Regions from separate parts of the Mus musculus genome. Here region 1 is linked to region 2. Evidence: chromatin contacts called from public Hi-C data. All regions are on one chromosome and are shown on one strand. The core of a region is the stretch at or near the end of the contact, and the rest is flanking DNA. Distances in the headings are between cores, read along the strand shown.

The links. A called contact is a pair of places that touch in the nucleus more often than the background predicts.
Region 1: a contact with region 2 is called in a Hi-C map of liver, with 1.7 times the contacts expected there. The contact joins two enhancer-like sites. A contact is called at or near these places in 2 of 484 Hi-C or Micro-C datasets (embryonic stem cells and liver).

The regions. Positions count from the first base shown.
Region 1 is chr1:93,025,858-93,031,547 of GRCm38.p6, forward strand. It overlaps Kif1a (kinesin family member 1A), which reads right to left. Exons shown (of 49, transcript NM_001368847.1): 38 at 975-998. Among named protein-coding and RNA genes, the nearest start is that of Aqp12, 22 kb to the left of the region's middle. Within about 2 kb of position 3,759, at least 11 of the 459 cell types and tissues checked have an H3K27ac peak or open chromatin away from gene starts, as enhancers often do. A contact at or near this core is called in liver, where this site is marked.
Region 2 is chr1:92,705,100-92,711,244 of GRCm38.p6, forward strand. No RefSeq gene overlaps it. Among named protein-coding and RNA genes, the nearest start is that of Gm29483, 23 kb to the right of the region's middle. Within about 2 kb of position 4,547, at least 15 of the 459 cell types and tissues checked have an H3K27ac peak or open chromatin away from gene starts, as enhancers often do. A contact at or near this core is called in liver, where this site is marked.

The DNA.
Region 1 (5,690 bases), core at 2,509-5,008, 320 kb after region 2:
AGCTTGGGTGGCACCAAGAAGGCTGGTGGCATCAGACCGGGGACCAAGCAGGGGCCACCGTGGGGCCATTCATTGTCTGGCAGCCCCAGCTTCCTCTGCCCCAGTGTGGACTGGGAAGAAGGCAGAGGAAGGGAGAGGAGCTGTCCTAGCCTCAAAGTCTGAGCAAGGAGGCATCGCCAGAGATCTCCCTGAGTTGGCCAAGCCCTCCTCAGCCCACCCCTTCCATTAAGACTCACGCTGCCAGGGAAAGGCCCTGGGGGAGGATGCTTGGAGTGGAAACAGCAGCCTGTGAGTGGCAGCATCTCATGGGCTCCTGAGAGGGGTTCCATGGGAATAGCAACCTCAGGATCTTCCCTCTGTCCCTATCTCCAGCTGGGGTGTCAGCAGGGCCCAGATTTGCCCAGAGGAGTTCAGGGTAACTACCAGGAGCCCTGGACCTTGTATCTACCATGGGGACCCCTGTACTACAATCCCTGTAGGCCACTACTCTGGAAGATGGCTGCTGTGTGACAGTATGTTTCATTTATTTTAAATATCCAGGGTTCCCTGGGAGGGAATTTGCCCCAGTTCATAGCATAGCCACTCCACAGTCCCACTCCCTCCAAGCATCCTCACAGATACACAGTTCACAGGCCAGGTGGCAGCAACTCTCCCACTACCTCATGGCCAGGCCTTTCAAGGGCACCAGCAGGCTCCCTGAGGTGCCTGGCCATGTGTGAGATTGGCTGGTGCTGCCTTTCTTCCTGTATGATACTGTCCAGGGAATAGGGTGTGGGGTCAATGGGTCAGGGACATGGTACAAAACAGGCTGGACAGGGCCACCATCAGACACATATCACTAAGGAGAGGTCTAAGGCAAGTGGAGACAGCGGGCAACCAGAACAGGGTAAAGAGCAGGCAGCATTGGAGGAGAAGGGGAAGGAACAGATAGAGGGGGTGGAGCAAGCAAGGGCAGGAGATAATGGTGCCTGTACCTAGTGTCATTTCCGAAGGAAACGCTAAGGGCGCAGCCAGGACACACGCACACACACAGAAGAGAGCGAGACGTCAGAACAGTCCTTCCATGGCCAGCACAGCTGCTGAGGGGCCCCCTGGAGCCCCAGCCCGGCCCCACAGATACCCCATATCCTCATGAAGCTGCCTCCAGCCATGACCACAAGGGTCAGAATTTCTCTGCACTGTTCCCTTGTGGTACACAGGGCAGTAACTGTCCCCACGTCAACAAGGTGTCCTTCAGAACCAAGGAGCTAACATGTGACTGAGGAGCATATGGGGTTGGCATGGGATATCTTGGAGCCAGTGTCACCATTGCAATGATGTCAGAGTAGGACCAGCCCTGTCACATCTTGCTTGGACTTTGCATCTATATCTATCATCCTTTGCCTTCAAAATCTCTGAAGTGGCCTGAAATTCCTGAATGGTACGTGCATGCATGTTTGTGTAGACAGAACCCCCTCTGTGCTCCTGGAAAGAGTATGACCTTCCCAGTTTAGTCTCCGCCTCAGGGACTGAGCCCCTAGACCTATCCTTGCCTTTCTTCCCTGAGTGGAACACCCAAGAAATGAGTCTGGCCAAACCAATGTGGTCTCAGAGCTCATCTTGGGTACTACTGGAAATTCAGTGGTTCCTGCCAGCTTAAAGTGGCCTTAGTCCAGGCCCCAATGAGAGAAGACAAAATTGGCCTTTGAGTGTATGGAGGACTCTGCAGACCCCAGCATGCTGGAATATCTTTGAAGGCTTGAGCAAGGGGTACCTTCTCAAGGTAGGTATGACTAAATTTGGACCACTCTCTGTGGCAGGACTAAACCCTTTCCAAAATTGTGCCATCTTCCAGCGGCCAGGTGGCCAACCAAAACAGGCTCCAGGATCAACACAACGAAGCTCCTTGCAAATCACTTCCACATGATGGTTGGTCACTGGCCTTAGAGATCAACTGCTGTCCTCTGGAGGTGGGGGGTGCCACACACATGGGCCTTGTGGCTAGCATTACTCTCCACCAGCCATGACTTATATGGTCATGGGACACAGACTGTGATGTCCCAGTGAATCAATGAATGGAGGGTCTGGAGCATCCCTGTGTTCTTTAAGCCTCTGTTGAGAGAATTTACCCTGCCCAAGAGTGTGTGAGCTGGAGGTAGTGCAGGGGGCTGGGGAGGTAACAGAGGAACTGCTACCTTTGTGGGACCCACCAAACGTGCAGGTTGTTATGTGGGACCCATGATGAATTACCATCAACCATAAGGCAGAAGAGCAGAATTAGAGAAGCTAAGGTGGACTACGTAGGAGAGCCCAGGTCACAGACAATGGAAAGAAAGGCCCTTAGAGGCCACAGTGGAAGCTCACACCATGTGGAGTACAGGATCCACTTTGGATCACTGGGCATCGAGTACTTGGGGAAGCCTGCACCTCTTCCACACAGCCTTCCACTCCTCATAGGCTGACATTTAACCAATTTGGAGATGGGGGCCCCAGCATCCCTGGGTCAAACTTTAAGCCCCATTGTGAGGCATCCACAGGATGGAAAGACAGTATCTAGAGATGTGGCTACCAGAAGAATTAAGTAAGGTTGGCAGGGGTTCTCCATGACTGAACTCATGGCTTCAGAAGAAGACAGTGCACACACATGCATCTCCTGCTTCTTGTGGCAGGAGGTCTTTGTTCAACAAGAGGCCTTCTCCAGATGCAAGTCTCCCAACCTGTAGGGGACCATAGCATCTAGTCACAAGGTAGTGGCTCCAAAGAGTTTAAAACCCTACACCACTCAGGAACTTGTTAATATGTGGATTCTTGAGCTTCACCCCAGACTGCTGCATTAGAAATTCTAAGTGGTGTCCCCCTGTGAGCAGAGAATTTCAGTTGACTTTGGCTTTGGCTATGGTTCCACTGCCCATTATCCCCAAATACAGCTTAGTAAGCAGGCCTAGCACAGGGAAAGTCCCTCCATCACAAACTGCTCTCGCTACTGCCCTTCTGGTGTTAACTGAATCCCTGTCTACTGTGTGCACTCCCTTGGTGTCCCCACAGACATGGCATCCCTTGCCCCACCCCCCCCATGGAAGGGATGTGAAATGGCTAGTCTGCACCATGCAGAAGGTGGGGCAGGTCCCATAGGATCCTCAGAAGAGTGGCCAACAAGGCTCCTTCTATAACCAGAGCCCAAGGATGTAACAGTCTGGGCCTTCAGGCAAGATCCTGCTTCCAACTGGCTCACTTGACCTGGAGGGACATCAGGAGACTTACTGGGTGGTTCTCATCTTTCCCCAGGGGACACAACTGCCCTTGCAGGCCTACAGACAGGACAGCCAAACTCCTGTGGTACAGCAATTATAGTGCTCAGGCAGAGGACGACCCATGAGAGGAACACTGCAGATTCACTGTGTAAGTGTTGCCCACAGAGAGGACAGTGGGTGTGTGGAGCACTTCCTCCATCTGCCTCCACTATCATCACAACCACACTGCAGGGACCTAGGCAAGTGATCCCATGCCACCACATGCTTGTAAATTAGGAACACACAGTTTTCCCAGTCTGTCCAGAACTGGATCAGCAATGGGAGCCCAGCTTCAGGTCTAGCTGCTGATACTTCCAAAGGTAGATACACTTCTTGCCCGGCCTCCAGAGGGCGCTGAGAACACCAAGCTCCACAGAGCGCCAGGTCCTACTGTCTGTGATATTGTGAAAGGAAGAGTACACTGTCCCCTAGTCACCTATGACAGACAAGGGATAAAGCCAGGGAGAGAGGTTTCTCACCACAATTGCTTCTCGTTACACAATTTGTAACGGTCACGAGACAGTCAAAAGACCATGAGCTTGCACATGTACTGCTACGAGTATAGCTGCCCAGCGTATCTATTCGACCTACTACTGACGTCTCTTGGTATTGATCATTGTGGCTAAAGATTACTGTTTCAAAATACCTGGTGTGATTTAAAAAAAAAAAAAAACTTTAAAAAACTTCCTCTTGCCTCACACTCTCTAAATACGCCTGTGGGTTACTCTGACACGTGAGTTCCCATACACATTTGTAAATAAATGTTTTCACTCTTTGGCAAAGCTCTCTGCCTGCTGCTGCTGATTATCAAAGTATATTTAAATTGCCCCAATATCTCTGACCCTTAAATCTTAAAGGTATGCCAGCCACAGAGGGCAAACAAAGTAGGTCTCATTGTAAGTGGATTTTCTGAGGCTCTAAATATAAAACTCAAGACCTAAGACTGTGGCCAGAAACCCAGGTGTGCCCTGGTAAGTTTGTTTCTAGAGAGGGAGACTGAGGTCCTCCAAGGAAGCTATCTCACACACTGACTCCCAGTGTGTCATTAGTCCCCAGATTACAATAGGGCAGCTCCTTCCCTCCCGAGGCTTGACTGTTGGCAAACTGAGAGCAGGAGAATGACCTTGAGTCTGACCTTAGAGATTCCGTGCTAAAGGTCTGGTTATGACACAATACACAGTCAAGCACAGATCCCACCTGTAGTGGCTATTCCTGGTTGTCAACTTGACTATATCTGGAATGAACTACAATCCAGGATTGGAGGCTTACCAGTGATCTTAATCTGGAGGCTGGGTGATACAAGTTTCTGACCTGGATCTTGGCATGGAGATCTTGAGGCATAGTGGCTATGAATTCCAGAAGATTAAGACAGGGAGACCACTGAATTCAAGGTCATCTGGAATTAAAGGCGTGGTAGCACACACCTTTAATCTGGGCTACACCTTCTGCTGGAGACCTACATAAGGACATTGGAAGAATCTTTCTTTTCCTTATTTGTTTGTTTGTTTTTTGTTTGTCAAGACAGGGTTTCTCTGCATAGCCTTGGTTGTCCTGAAACTCACTCTGTAGACCAGGCTGGCCTTGAAGTCAGAAATCCGTCTGCCTCTGCCTCCCAAGTGCTGGGATTAAAGGCATGCACCACCACTGCCTGGAATAAGGACATTGGAAGAAGGAAGATTTACACTCTTTCTCTCCTTCTGCCTGCTTGCCTTGTGGGACTGAGCAACTGCTAGATCCTTGGACTTCCATTCACAGCTGCTGCTGACCACTGTTGGGAGTTAGACTGCAGATTGTAAGTCATCAACAAATTCCTTTACTATATAGAGACTACCCATAAGTTCTGTGGCTCTAGAGAACCCATAGTTCCAGCTCTGATGGCTCAAGCCAGATGGTGGCCACATGCAGCTGGACCTTCCCCTAGCACAATAACTGAGCTGCTGCCACCAAAACACCCTGTGGAGGCTGGACCAGGAATCTTAGCAAGCTGTACTCCCAACCCTCCCTGTGGGCTGGGTCCTGATCATCCTGGCCTACTTTCTTCACTCTTCAAGGTCACCATGGCTACTTTGAGGGCTCTATCCTTTGGGGAACCATGAAGCTGAAGCCTGAAGTCTAACCTGGAGACATACTCCCTAAAGGGAAGATCCAAGATAAGCAGGAGAGGAGAGCATCCTAGAGAAGGAAGTGCTGTTGAGCATGAAGCCTGCCAAGGATGTGGGCTGAGAAGTTGGGATGGCAAACAGGCTACAAGGGGTTGCAGACAGCTGCATCCTGAGTCACAGACAATGGGAATGTACGGGAACCCAGAAAAACAGAGTGGGAGTCTACTCAAGATCCATCTGGAAAGTGCTGGATCCCCAGCCCAGCAGAGGCAGCCAGAGCTGATAATGTCTCATGCCCCTGGAAGATAGCCTTTACTCC
Region 2 (6,145 bases), core at 3,297-5,796:
TATGGAAGTGTAAGCCGAATAAACCCTTTCCTCCCCAACTTGCTTCTTGGTCATGATGTTTGTATAGGAATAGAAACCCTAACTAAGACAAATTGGTACCAGCATAGTGGGGTATTCCTGGGACAGCCTGATCATGTTTTGGGGAGGACTGTGGAAGGACTTTGGAACTTTGGGCCAGAAGATCCATTCGGTGTTAAGAGCTCTGTCGAATGTTGTGTAGGAGCTTGGAAGATAATGTTGAGAACAGTGCAGAAGATAGAGGCCTGGCTTGTGAAATTTCAGAGGGAAGATTAAAGACTCTTTTCAGGGCCGTTGCAATTTTGATTGTGAAGATTCTGTGGTTCTGGTTAGCTGGGGCTGAAGAACCAACTGTGATTAACAAGATACCAGAACTACTAAAGTGAAAACTTTACATTACTGGGACTATTGATGCTGGTTAGCAGGAGCTAAGAAATTAGCGGTGTTTAAGAAGAGACCAGCATCATTGAGGTGACATCTTCTGGGAAGTGTTTTCTGAGAGCACAGAGGCTGTGTTCCAGAGATAGCCAAGGTTGTACCTGTGCTGTGGCTGGACCTGGTAATGTGTAAGAGTTACCCAGGTAGTACTGGTTTTGAAGGCATGAAGGGGTCACGCAGAGCAGCTGAGGCTTGGCACTGTGAGAGGCCATGGAAGGCCATTGGTGAAGGTGCAGCCTCAGTTGCAATTGAGGGCCCAGGACTGAAGGAGTCATGCAAAGGATTTGAGGCTTGGCACCATGAAGAGAGCCTATGAGAGGTTGTTGGTGAAGCCTAGTTACAGTGGAAGACAGCAGCGTTTTGGAGATGCCAGTACCATGAGATGACCACCAAGAACAGCAGCAGCAGTGGAGTACAGGCAGCTGGATCCTAGAAGACAACATGTGTGCTACAAAGGGCATGGATGGAGAAGTGACCCAAGCCCTTGGAGGAGCCCAGAAGATTGTGAGTTGGATCTCAGACATTGGGCAGTTGGAGTTTAATTTTTGTTTTTGATTGTGACTGTGCCTTGACATTTTTCCCTCTTGAAGGAAGAAAATATTTTAGTGGATTCCACAATTAAGAAACTTATAATTGTAAAAAGACTTTGGATTTTAAACGATATTGGATATTTTAAAAGGACTGAACTTTTAATATGTAAAGACTGTGGGACTTTTAAAGTTATTTAGATCTTGGGGATGAATAAAAACTAAGGGTTGAGGCTTACTAGTGATGTGTTTGTGTGTCAAGTTGACAGGGGTCAATTGTACTGGCTGGTTTTGTGTGTCAACTTGACACAGGTTGGGGTTATCACAGAGAAAGGAGCTTCAGTTGGGGAAGTGCCTCCATGAGATCCAGCTGTAAGGCATTTTCTCAATTGGTGATCAAGGTGGGAGGTCCCCTGTAGGTGGTGCCACCTCTGGGCTGGTAGTCTTGGTTCTATAAGACAGCAGGCTGAGCAAGCCAGGGGAAGCAAGCCAGTAAGGAACATCCCTCCATGGCCTCTGCATCAGCTCCTGCTTCCTGACCTGTTTGAGTTCCAGTCCTGACTTCCTTGGTGATGAACAGCAGTAAGAAAGTGTAAGCCGAATAAACCCTTTCCTCCCCAACTTGCTTCTTGGTCATGATGTTTGTGCAGGAATAGAAACCCTAACTAAGACATGGTCCATAACAGAGAGGTTTGATCCAAATAAGTGCCTTTCTCCACTACAATGCTTTTGGCCTGAGTGTTTAATCACAGCAACAGGAAGGAGACTAGAACAGTGGTCTTCTTAATTATTGAGATGCAAGGGAACTTTATAAATTCTGCGTGTTTCCTCCCATTCTGTGTGCTTTTCCTTGCACTGTACGTGTGTACCTGCCTGTGTGTGTATGAGCATAGTGGGTAGAGGTCAGAGACCAACAATGAATGTACTTGTCAATTGCTCTCCACCTTTTATTTTTTCTAAAGCCAGAACTTTGTTTTTTTTTTTTTTTTTTAAACCCAGAACTCACTGATTCAACAAGACTGGCTGGCTAGCATGTCTCAGGGATTCCATCTCCACCTCCCCAGTGCTGAGATTACAGGCATACACCACCATGCCTGGCTTTTTACAGATCCAAACTGGACCAGGACACCCAGATCCTCATGGTTGTGGGACAAGCCCTTTACCAATGAGCCAGCTCCCCCTGACCCCCAGCCCCCTTTGCCCCATTTTTAATGGTAATTTTTAACTTTGATAGATTCCTATTCATCTGTATGTTCCTTCGCTTGTGCCTTTTTATCTTTATATAAGAAGTTTACATTTCTATTGACTTGTAAACCCAAAGCCACCAAGGAGTGCTCCCATATCTTCTCAGACTATTAAATAGTCTTAGTTTGCCTGTTGAGCCTGGGATCTGCCTAAGTCATGTTCAGCGAAGGAACCCAGCCTCATTCTTTTGTATCCATTTCCAACCCTTGTTGAAACAACTGTATCTTTTAAAAGAGGGTTTTGTGTGTTTCTCAGATTCCAAAAGTAGCACACATCTTTGAATTGAAAATGTGCATTTTACAACACAAAGAAGACCACAGCACTCCCTCTCAGCAGGGGTCGTTTGTAATGACCAGCTCTGAACCTAAATCAACTCATTCCTTGTGCTGCTCTGCTAGTTTTGGAAACAGGATGCCTATCTATGGCCTTAAAAAAAGTAACTCCTTAAGTTCTGCCTATATGTTCCTGGGCATGGGGTCACCCCTTGGAGCATGGGAAAAACAGGGTTCACCTCCTCATCCCTGAGCACCTGTCAACTGCCACTAGTCCCCCCAGTCAGAGCTGGGGCTGGGAGACGATCTGAGTTCACTGACTTGATCTTGCGCTGGTAAGCCTAATTCTATGAGTCTAAAATATGAACGAAGAAGGGTGCTCCAGACCACATGGGTCATCAAATGAAAATTGTAATGCCAGTGTGTGTGTGTGTGTGTGTGTGTGTGTGTGTGTGTGTGTATACATGTGTACATGTAGTACCCATGGAGGCCAGAAGAGGTCATCAGAATATCAGAAGCTGGAGTTGTGAGTCGCCCAGCATGGATCCTGGGAATTGAAGCTCTGTAAAAGCAGCGCACATTCTTAACTGATGAGCCATCTCTCTAGCCTCTGTGTTCTTTTAAATATGATTTCTTCTAAGTTTCCTGTATGTTATATCTGACCCTTGCAGGGGTGGGGGAAGAGGGGAGGCACCATGCTTTGTGACCCAACTGGGCCCCTGCGCCACACAGGGCTTGGTGCTGAGGAAGCTATTTATCCACTAACACAGTGTTAGGGCATGCCATAAGACCGCTGAGCACCCAGAACTTCTCTGAACCAAGGTTTGAGGAACGATAAAATGGAGAAGTTGGACTAAATGACCGCCAAGTTTGCTCTTGAGCCAGGACCCAATTTAAATACCTCTGAGAAGCACTGAGCCCCTAATCTAAGCAGCCTTTCTTCGCCATTCCAGTTGTCTCTGGCAAATGTCCCTCTAAATAGCTGTTTCCACAAGAAAATAAACTCTGCTGGTGGTACAAACACATCTGCTGCCCTCATGGGGCTCAGCGCTGGGGCTGCGTTCTCCTGGGACACGCGGTGACATGCAGCTGTTGGAGGGGAAAGACATTTCCCAGCAGCTGGATCACGGGGAAGTATGAGACAGGCAGCAGAGCTGCAGCTTGTGGTGGTCACGAAACACATGGATAGGGCCCACTCCGCTGCCCTGAGGGAAGCTCGTGTGGTCATACGCATGCATGCTGTGTCTGCAGAGCTCATATGGCTACTTGCATGCCTGCCGTGGTGTCCTGGTCCCTCTGCTCACCTGACATGCTCCTCCAGCAAAGCTAGGTGTGGAGAAGGCAGATTCTCAAGACCCTAAGGAGAAGGTGGAACTTAGCTTGGTGAGATAAAGGACCAAGCCCCACATAGATGCTGTGGCTAGATATCCCAATGATTCCAGCCACCTCAATACACACACAGGCACATAGGCAAGCACATACGTACTCAGGCCAATGGGGAAGAGAGAGACTCTTTTCATTGTTTTCTTTTTGAATCTTACTATATTGCCCAAGCTGGTCCCAAATTCCCAAGCTGGTCCCAAATTCCTGGGCTCAAGTATTCTTACCTCAGCCTCCCAAAGAGCTGTGATGAGAGGCACGTGTCCCAGGCCTGTTCCAAGATCCACTTTTTTTTTTTTAACCTATTCTGCATCCTGTCAACAGTCCTGTCTCCCCACTCCCAGCCCCCATCTGCACCTCATTGAATGTCCTCTTGGCCCCAGGCCAGCAGACAGCAGCTCCCAGGAACGGATCAACTCATGTATACACAGAAACACCCAGACCTCTGTGACCCCTCTGGAGGCAAGCTTGTCCTCTCCCCAGGGTCTGTGTTCAGAAGTCAACACCGAAAGCATGACGTCATCAGGCCCCCATGCTCAGACCTGACCACTTACTTTTCTTGCTACCCAGTACCAGCTTCGACTGGTTCGTTCAGTCGAAGCTGGTACCCTGACCTCTGCCTCGCAGGCTTCTCCAGCCCATTTACAAACGTGCCAACTTGGCTCGAGGGCAATTCAGATCCGGTGTTGACGTGGCATCCTAAATGGGCTCAAAGTGCTGGCCCATGCTGGTCTGAAGTCCTTCTACCAAGAAGCATCAGGTCCTGTCGATCTGCTCAGACCTCCCCTGGACTGCACACCTTAGGGTCGTCACCCATGTCTCCCTCAGGGCCAGAGAGGTTAGTGTTCAGGAGCCTGGCTCCTGATCAGCTTACTGCTCTCTCTGCCCCCTCTCCAGACATGGACTTCTTGGTTTGAGGTCAAGGTCCTTTCCCTCCTGTTCTCTTCCCCTGGAGGGCCCTTCCCTCAGAGAGACTCATCATATAAGGCTTTAGCATCACTCCACAGGGACTTTCTCTGACCCCTGCCTCAGGATTGTGTCTGCAGACAGAGCAGACACAAAGGTCTCAGTGCACCTACCGGGAGGATCAAGTATCAGCGTGTTGGGTTAGAGCAGTGGTTCTCAACCTGTGAGTCATGACCCCTTGGTGGGGGTGGGGGTGGGGCGGGTCAAACAACCCTTCAACAGGGGTCACCCAAGACCATCGGAAAATATTTACGATATTTACTTTTTATGATTCATAATAGTAGCAAAATTACAGTTTTGAAAAAGCAACAGAAATAATTTCATGGTTGGGGGGTCACCACAACACGAGGAACTATATTAAATAAGGGTCACAGTATTAGGAAGAATCATTGGGCTAGAGAGGCAGCTATAAGATGCCAAGGTGGGCTAGTTCCACTCTAAGGTTTCAGACACATGTCACTTTGACCCATGTCCAGAGTCCAAAGCTTGTCCCATGGCCCTGCCTGAACAAAAGGTAGAGAATGCAGAATAGCTGACATGGTAATGTCACCTCTCCTTGCCCTGATGCCCTTCCTGCTGTGTCCCCATCCCCCCAGAAGCCTGTGTACAGCACTGGAGGAACACCAGCAACTAGGGATCAGTCCTGATTGCTCAGAGCCAGCAGGGACTGAGGCTGCATACAGCTGGCTACCTTCCTTCTCTCTCTGCTTGTCTCTGCCAGGCCTCCGTTTGCCCAGTCTGGCCTGTGCCCAGCTGAGGAGCACGTTCCAGCAGAGACAGTCCCACATCCACCCAGGGGCAGCCCCTTCTTCACCTGAATTTGCTACAACCTACAATCCAGTGGCCCAAGAGAAGTTCCTCCCTGTCAGAAGAGCTATGAACATTTCTTCCTGAGGCAGAGAACCAGACAGTACGTGCCAAGAGGAGCAGCATTGTTGGGGGTCCCTGAAGGCTGCTTAGAGGCTGGACTTCAATACTAGGTTGGGTAATACACAGGTATGGCTCACCCAACCACCCACTCAGACCAGAGTAGGGGGCTTCCTCCTCCTAGAACCTGCCTCTTACTATGGTTTGTGAGGAACATGCCCACTTACTCCATGGAGACTGAAGTCCCCTAGTATTCCTGGTGTTCAACTCATCTAGGTGAACTCATTTTTGGTGTGCAGGGAGGCTGGGATAACAAGCTTCTAGAACCTTTAAGCCATCCCTGTGTGTTTTTGATTTCTCATTGCTTTCTACAAGGGCAGATATGTGTTTGCAGAGTCTAAGGGAAGTCTTCTTGAGCTTGTGGGAAAAGAT